2 separate regions of the Rattus norvegicus genome follow, and region 2 is linked to region 1. The links are chromatin contacts, called in public Hi-C maps. All regions are on one chromosome and are shown on one strand. Each heading gives the region's core, a stretch centred on a gene start, on an enhancer-like site or on the middle of the called end of the contact. The rest is flanking DNA. Distances are from core to core; before and after follow the strand shown.

Evidence for each region. A called contact is a pair of places that touch in the nucleus more often than the background predicts.
Region 2: a Hi-C map of Schwann cells shows a contact between it and region 1, with 6 times the contacts expected there. The contact joins the enhancer-like site here to the promoter of Gna14 in region 1. A contact is called at or near these places in 11 of 12 Hi-C or Micro-C datasets (the A7r5 cell line, the Rat2 cell line, Schwann cells and 6 more).

The regions. Positions count from the first base shown.
Region 1 is chr1:223,140,509-223,144,049 of GRCr8, reverse strand. Gna14 (G protein subunit alpha 14) reads right to left here and starts at 2,248. Exons shown (of 7, transcript NM_001013151.2): 1 at 614-2,248. The coding sequence starts at 737.
Region 2 is chr1:223,305,529-223,308,992 of GRCr8, reverse strand. The region is part of intron 2 of Gna14 (G protein subunit alpha 14); the gene reads right to left. Among named protein-coding and RNA genes, the nearest start is that of Gna14, 170 kb to the right of the region's middle. Within about 2 kb of position 1,257, at least 5 of the 93 cell types and tissues checked have an H3K27ac peak or open chromatin away from gene starts, as enhancers often do. A contact at or near this core is called in Schwann cells, where this site is marked.

The DNA.
Region 1 (3,541 bases), core at 999-3,498:
CTTAAGCTGCTCTCTTGATGTGGGAGCTCCCTGAGGTCACCTGCAGACGGCATTGGAGTGGGAAGAGAGAATTGCAGTAGGGGCGTCACTTCCGAGGCTCACTTGCTATCGCTTTCCCCTTTTCTCAAGTTTGTCGGTTTCTAGGGTTTCCTCTACAGTGAGGACAGAGCATTCCTACGTGACCTTACATGGCAGGTAAAAAACTATGCTGCACGCTGCAAGTGGTGCCTGCAGTCAGGCCCCCAACAAGAACCGAACCTGAACTGTGAGTTAGGCATTCCCCATCACCAGCCAACAACCAGTTTGGGGGTTCCGCAGCAGCCTTCTGGGAGCCCAAGGGCAACAACCCGCAGAGACGGGGAGGGTGAGGGGGGTGAAAAACAGACAAGGGCCCAAGAGCTGAGCCCTAGCCCTGCTCTGAGATATTGGGAGTTTGCAATCGAAGGTCACCCTGGTTCCCAGGTGCGAAAAGACCCGTGCCTAAACCCGGAGGTGGTAGCACTTGTGAGCCTGGAAGGAACCTGGAAGAAACTCAAGTCACCGAGCAGGCTTGCTGGGATAGGAAGGAGTCGGGAACACCGGAGCGGTGCGCTGGTAAAACGCGGCCACTCACCCAGCAACAACAGCTTGAGCTCGCGGCGCGCGTCCTTCTTGTCGCGGCGAAGTTGCCGTTCAATCTCCGCGCTGATGCGCTGCGACTCTTTCTCCTCCGCAGACAGACAGCAGCAGCCGGCCATGGCTTACCACCCCAACAGAGCGACAGGGACCTGGAGTTTAAAGCCCGGCTGTGCGGATTATCCGCGCCAGGCGCTGGATTTGAAGAGGAAACACTTGAACAGACTATGGTATGGAGCAAGAGGCTCGGACCTCCTGGGCTAACCGCTTTCTCGAAGGTAGTTCCGAGGTCCGGCGAGTCCTGAGTGCTTGTGTGGTCCCGGATCAGGCACTCAACCCGGCGCTTGGGAGGGAGAGAAGAGCGAGTTGGGCGGTGTGAGTGGCGCTGTCTCCAGAAGATGTGCGCTCCCAGACACTGTAGCTGGGCACCCAGGTAGGCAACACAGACCGCGAATCAAAAGTTGGGGCGTCGGTGCCGCTGCAAGAGTGGTCTCTCCGCGACTGTAGGGTGTCGTAGGCTAGCAGCAGGTGTGGCGTGGCTTGCAGATAAAGGACCAGCTAGTCCCTGTCTGCAGTGTTCTGAAAATCTCAATCCTTAGACCTTCGCCGAATGGAAGGTTCCTCCAGGACTCTGGAGTGATGGCTCTAAGTGACAGGAGGAGGCGGGGCGTCTCGAACCTACAGCCTTGACGTCTACAGGAGTTGCCTGAAGACCTACCCCAAGCCTTTGGTGCCTGGGGACAAAGGAGAGCAACAAGAGGCTGGAGTGCGAGCAGTCTCACACCTCCCTCCTTGGCGGTGGCGCCCTAGTGCAGGCAGGTCCACTTGCCAAGCTTGCTGTAACCAGCAGGCACTGGCTTCCAGCCCCCTTCCCGCTGCCAGATCCGGGTTCAGACAGGTGAGGGAATTTCGCCAACTCCCAACCTCAGTGCCAGAGGAAGAGGCAGCGCACTAGCGGACCCGAGCCAGACGTCTGCAGCCCGGCCACACACCGCATGCCAGCAGCTAGGCTCAGACCTCTCTTCCCACCTGACGCTGAACTTTACCCACCAGCTTCTTTCTCCACGTCTCACACTTGGGGTTTCTAGACCCGCTCACTCCGCTTCCCGGGATGCCACAACTCAATTTGGGCTTAGCGCAATCCGTGGGTCAGCTCGAAGCTAGTGCAGATGGGCCCGCTGGCTGGGTTAGGAACTGCAGCTGCCTCCAGATCCGGGAAAGGAGCAGAGGGCTAGTTAACGCCTCCCAGCCTGTTCTATCTCCCCGCACCGGATGAGGGGGCCGGGGACTGGAGAGGTGAGGGTGGAAACCGGCTGGCTGCTTTGCATTCGATGATGGAAAAGACTTCTGCTTTGTAGAAAGAGTTGGCACCTTCCCGGCACACCTGGCCAGTTCCCTGCCCAGCCCTGCAGCCAGACTGCTGCTTCCGGACAGCTCCTGGAACTCTTGCGAGTAGATGTGGGAAATCTAAAAGCACCCTTGACAACTCAAATGGAAAGGCAAATTACCCTCGCTGATTTTGTCTGTGCAGATTTTAAGGTGCAGATAAGGGATCCTGAGGGACCATGGCAAAGAATCTTCTTTTCCTTCTATTCAAGTAGGCATATGACTTGTGCACACTTACGGAATCAGAGGCTAATGCTTCCTCTGTGAAGAGCAATTGAAGCAGGAGTGGGGCGCCGTGGTCATTATATAAGAACTTGGCAGCTAATGCTATCTGGCTGCAAAGTCTTGTTTACTTTACAGTTTAAGAAGTGCAGACCAATCAGGCTTTAAAATGTCCTGTATTTTAGTACCCTTCCAAGCATAAATTAACGACAACAGTGTCCCCTACTGGAAAATTTCTGGATTTTTTTTCTCTGCAATCTGTCACCCACTTTTTCCCTTGGATCCTACAGGTGACAAGACTGCCACCACTACTTGGCTCCTCAAACTCCACAATCACACTCTTTAGTCTCCCATAGATATTAAAACCAGTGCAAATCTGAATTCCAACTTAACTGGAATAACTGACCAGTTCAGGCTCCAGTCACTAGCCTTCCAAAACAGATCGTGACAGATCGGCCCTGGTGAACTTGGCAGTACCTACCGGAAGCCCTCAGTGTTCCCATTCACTTTGATCAAACCTGTAATCCTTCTATAGTACGAGTGCTGAAGATTTCTATCTTCAGCTAACAATAAAAACTCAATGGGAAAGATGTCAACAGCAGGAAATAGGCTGAATTAACTATGTTTTTGTCCACCTAGGATGATATCATGTATCCGTTGAGGTAATTTATGAGTAACATTATGTTCCAATGAATAACACTTTAGGATGTTTTGGTGAACGTCAGCCTGCATACAACATGGTGGTGCCACCATCTACTTCAGGGCTGGGCATGTAGCTAGGTGGTAAAGCACTTGCCTTCTGTACATTCAACACTGGGAAAAAAAATCACACCATCCAATGACAGCATAATGGTCCAAGCTTGTATAAGAACACTGCAACATTCGTGAACCATTGTAGCTGAGTAGCCATTCACTCCTTAGACTATATTCCCACCATTCGTGCATGACTACATAAGGACAACAAACGGGAGACTCCTCAAAACACATCCAGCAGAAAAGACAAGGCACACACAAACATGTAAGCAGTAAGACAGAAATGGTATGGGGAGAATACACACGTGCATTTATTTATTTTTTTCATTTTTTTATTTATTTTTTTATTAACTTGAGTATATCTTATTTACATTTTGAATGTTGTTCCCTTTCCGGGTTTCCGGGCAAACATCCCCCTAATCTCCCCTCCCCTTCTTTATGAGTGTTCCCCTCCCCACCCTCCCCCCATTGCCACCCTCCCCCCAACAATCACGTTCCCTGGGGGTTCAGTCTTAGCAGGACCAAGGGCTTCCCCTTCCACTGGTGCTCTTACTAGGATATTCAT
Region 2 (3,464 bases), core at 8-2,507, 170 kb before region 1:
CACATGCAACTCAGGACAGCTATGACTACAGCCTAACCCGAAATCACAAACTTACTACAAACAGGGTGTTGTTGTTATTGTTGTTGTTGTTGTTGTTGTTGTTGTTGTTGCTGCTGTTGTTGTTTTTGGTTTTGGTTTGTAACCTGATTGCCCAACTTCCATGCATGGTTTTTGTAGATGATGTCATGTGACAATCTCTAAAGGCCAGATACTCCTGGAAGGGAATGATGACAAAAGAAACAGTCATATGGTGGCTCATGCCTTTAATCCCAGCACTGGAGAGGCCGAGGCAGGCAGACCTGTGAGTTCAAGGTTAGCCTGGTGTACACAGTAAGTTCCAGGACAGCCAGGACTATACAGAGAAACCATATCTCAGAAAACACTAAACGGGGGAGGTGTCTGCGTGTTCAGAACAGGCCCTGGGTTTTATGTTTTAAGTATTTTAAACCTAAGGCAGTTTGAATCCACCAAGACAGTGGAACCCACCAGAAGCAGGGCTCACTATGTGGCTGAAGAAAGCTGCCCTTCCTGTGATCACTTCTTTGGGGTTAGTTGGGCCGCATGTGCCTAGAGGCCTCGTGATGTGTCCCATGACAGATAGGGTTTCCTGCCACCAACTTGCTCCTCCTCGTCTGGCTCTGGAGTGGCCTTAGTTTCAGCTTTGTTTGTTTTACAGGAGACAGTTCAGTCCAACAAACATAAGATCTGCTCTTTCCCTCTCTTTCAGTGTCTGTTCTTTGTCCGGATATGTACCCTGATACCCACGGAACGCTGACATTTGTTTCACGCCCCTGCCCAGTCCAGTGGGAGTCCTTGTAGGGTGGGGCGAGAAGCTTCACGGCACACTGTTATTCTGGGACCCAGGCTCACAGCAGCAGGTGACTCTAACAACATCCTGGGTCCTGGAGTCTTCCATGCCCGCAGAAGAGTGGAAAGAGCAGGGAACATCGGGCAGAAGTTCTGTGAACTGGGTCTGGATGCTGAAGACATCACGTCTAGACACAGTTCAGTGAGCCAGGGTTGGTCGAAAGTGTCCACTGAGTATAGAGGAGGCAGGGGAAACCGGGCTGCCTGTACTCAAATGGAAAAGAAGTGGAATTGCTTGAAGGCAGAGTGATGTCTACGCTACTTAGAGACTCACAAAACCTCTTTTGCCAAAGTGACTTCTGAAACATGAATGATTGCAGTGTAGTTGGTCAAAATGGAGCTGGTGGACCAAATCCAGCCCCTGACTCAGTTTGTGAATAACATTCTTCTGGAACATAGCCTCGGCTGTCACACCGTCTCCTTTCACACTGACCACAACAGTGCCAAGTTGTTGGGTCAGAACCCAGATGATCTGCAGGGCTTTAAACACTTCTATGACCCCCCCCCCACACACACACATGCACACACACATGCACAAACGCTTGTGACCCCTGGAAACAGCTGGATAATTAAATTCACCCATGTAGCACACCACTGTCCCCCTCTATATATCTGAATTCATTCATCTGGGGTCTGTTTTATGAAGGAATCATTCTCCATTGGGTGTTGTGTTTTCTTTTCTTTTTCTTTTTAAGACCAGAATATATTTTGGTAGGGTAAGGTATGGTGAGGTGGGAGGGGTGCCTCCGCGGTGGCCCATGCTGAGGTATCCCTTCCCCCTGAGGTACCAACCCCAAGGTGGTATAGTATAGAATAGAGTTTATTTAGGCCATGGGAAGGGGAGTTGAGAAGGGAGTAGGGGCAGATAGAAGACATACATACATACATACATACATACATACATACATACATACATACAGACAATGGAGAGGCTGGAAAGGGGGAGGGGAAAGGGGAGAGAAGGAAAAAGGGGTCAAGGAGAGAAGGGCGGGGGGGGGGTAGAAAGAGTTCTCCTTTGCTAGATTTAACAAAGAAAATAAGCATTTCTACCTCCAGGTGAGGTAATATTTTGTGGCTAGGCAGAAACTGCCTATTTCATCTACAGACTGATACTGTCCAAAAAGGGACACCTTATGCAGAATGGTTGACTGATAATTTTGCCAAGACAGAATTATCAACCCTTCAAGATTTCTGCATTTCAAGGGTCTGTCAGTTGATTTTGGGTCAGAAGGCTGAAGATTTGCGCTCACATGTGGCTAACAGAGGACTGTGCTAGTGGAGATTTGTCTCTACAACCTCTCAGCTCTGGAAGCTGTGTTAGGCTTCCTATGTGTATAGATATTTGGTCATTCTCAGATTTCTGATGGGGTTGAAGACTGATTACAGTCTCATAGCCTATCAGGCTATTTGACTTTGAAAATGCATATCTTATTAGATAGCTATCAGATAGTATACAAGCTAGCCAGAATATAACATAGATTTTAAGCCTTTCTTAAGCTGGAATGGATAACTAAATGTTCTGTTTAACTGATAAAGTGTTGGACTGGGTGTTAGATATATTTTATGCTTTTAATTACAAAATGATAATAGCTGTGCTCAGCTTATATTTGAAAGAAAAGTTTTTTTTAATTAGACAAAAAGGGTTAAATGTAGGATGTCATTATATAGGTGAAGGCAGGTACAAGATAGAATGAGGCCTGTCATTGGACGAGAAGGAAGGATGGGCGGGAGAAAAGTTTTAGAGAGGGGAGGAGACTGGAGAAGGTAGGAGAAGCAGCCGAGAGACCATGGAGGCTGATGTTAAGGTTCCTCTCCGCACATTCATGGGTTTTTATGAATGTTCTTAAGGGATGGATGTGTACAGGGCTTTGTATGTCTAGTGGTCAATTATATCTTATCAACTGGATCAGAGGTTATTATTGTGTTGTGTGTTCTTTCATGTGGCGATTTAATTGAATTCAAGAGAGTGTGATGACTGGAGACATACGTATGTCTGGCATGGTGGCAGCCTGCCTTGGGAACTAGATAGATAGAGAGATTGTTGCCAGGCTCAGAGAGAAGCCACCGGCAGTGTGATATGGGATGGAGCAGAGCGGGTGAGAGGCTTTGCTGACTGAGATGAAGACGTCTACCAGAGAGCTTGGGGCACTGCGGTGCCAAACCTAGTGCAGGGTAAAAGACAGCATTTTTTTTATAATTTTACAGCAACATTTATATTTTAAAAAGAGGAAGGAATGTGTGGGTGGGTGACCATGAAGTCCTCCAGCCTGGAGAGAGATGGTTACGTGTGTTAGGGCAATTGCTGTGTGCACCAGAGTCTTTCTCTGCATGCCTTGTTTGGCAAACACTCTGCACCATTCAGGTTCTGTGGAGGACAAAGCTCAATTTCCCTCTCAAAAAGGAGAGAAGGGATGGTTCAGCAGTTAAGAGGCTTACTGCTCCTGTAGAAGTCATCATTTCTGTTCACAGCACTCACATCAGGCTAATTACAACGAAGGGCCTGAAACTTCAACTCAGGAAGTGATCTTAGCTGTGGACATTCGCATTCATATGCACATACCTATTCTAAGCTTAATTGTGTATTAAAAGAAAGGAAG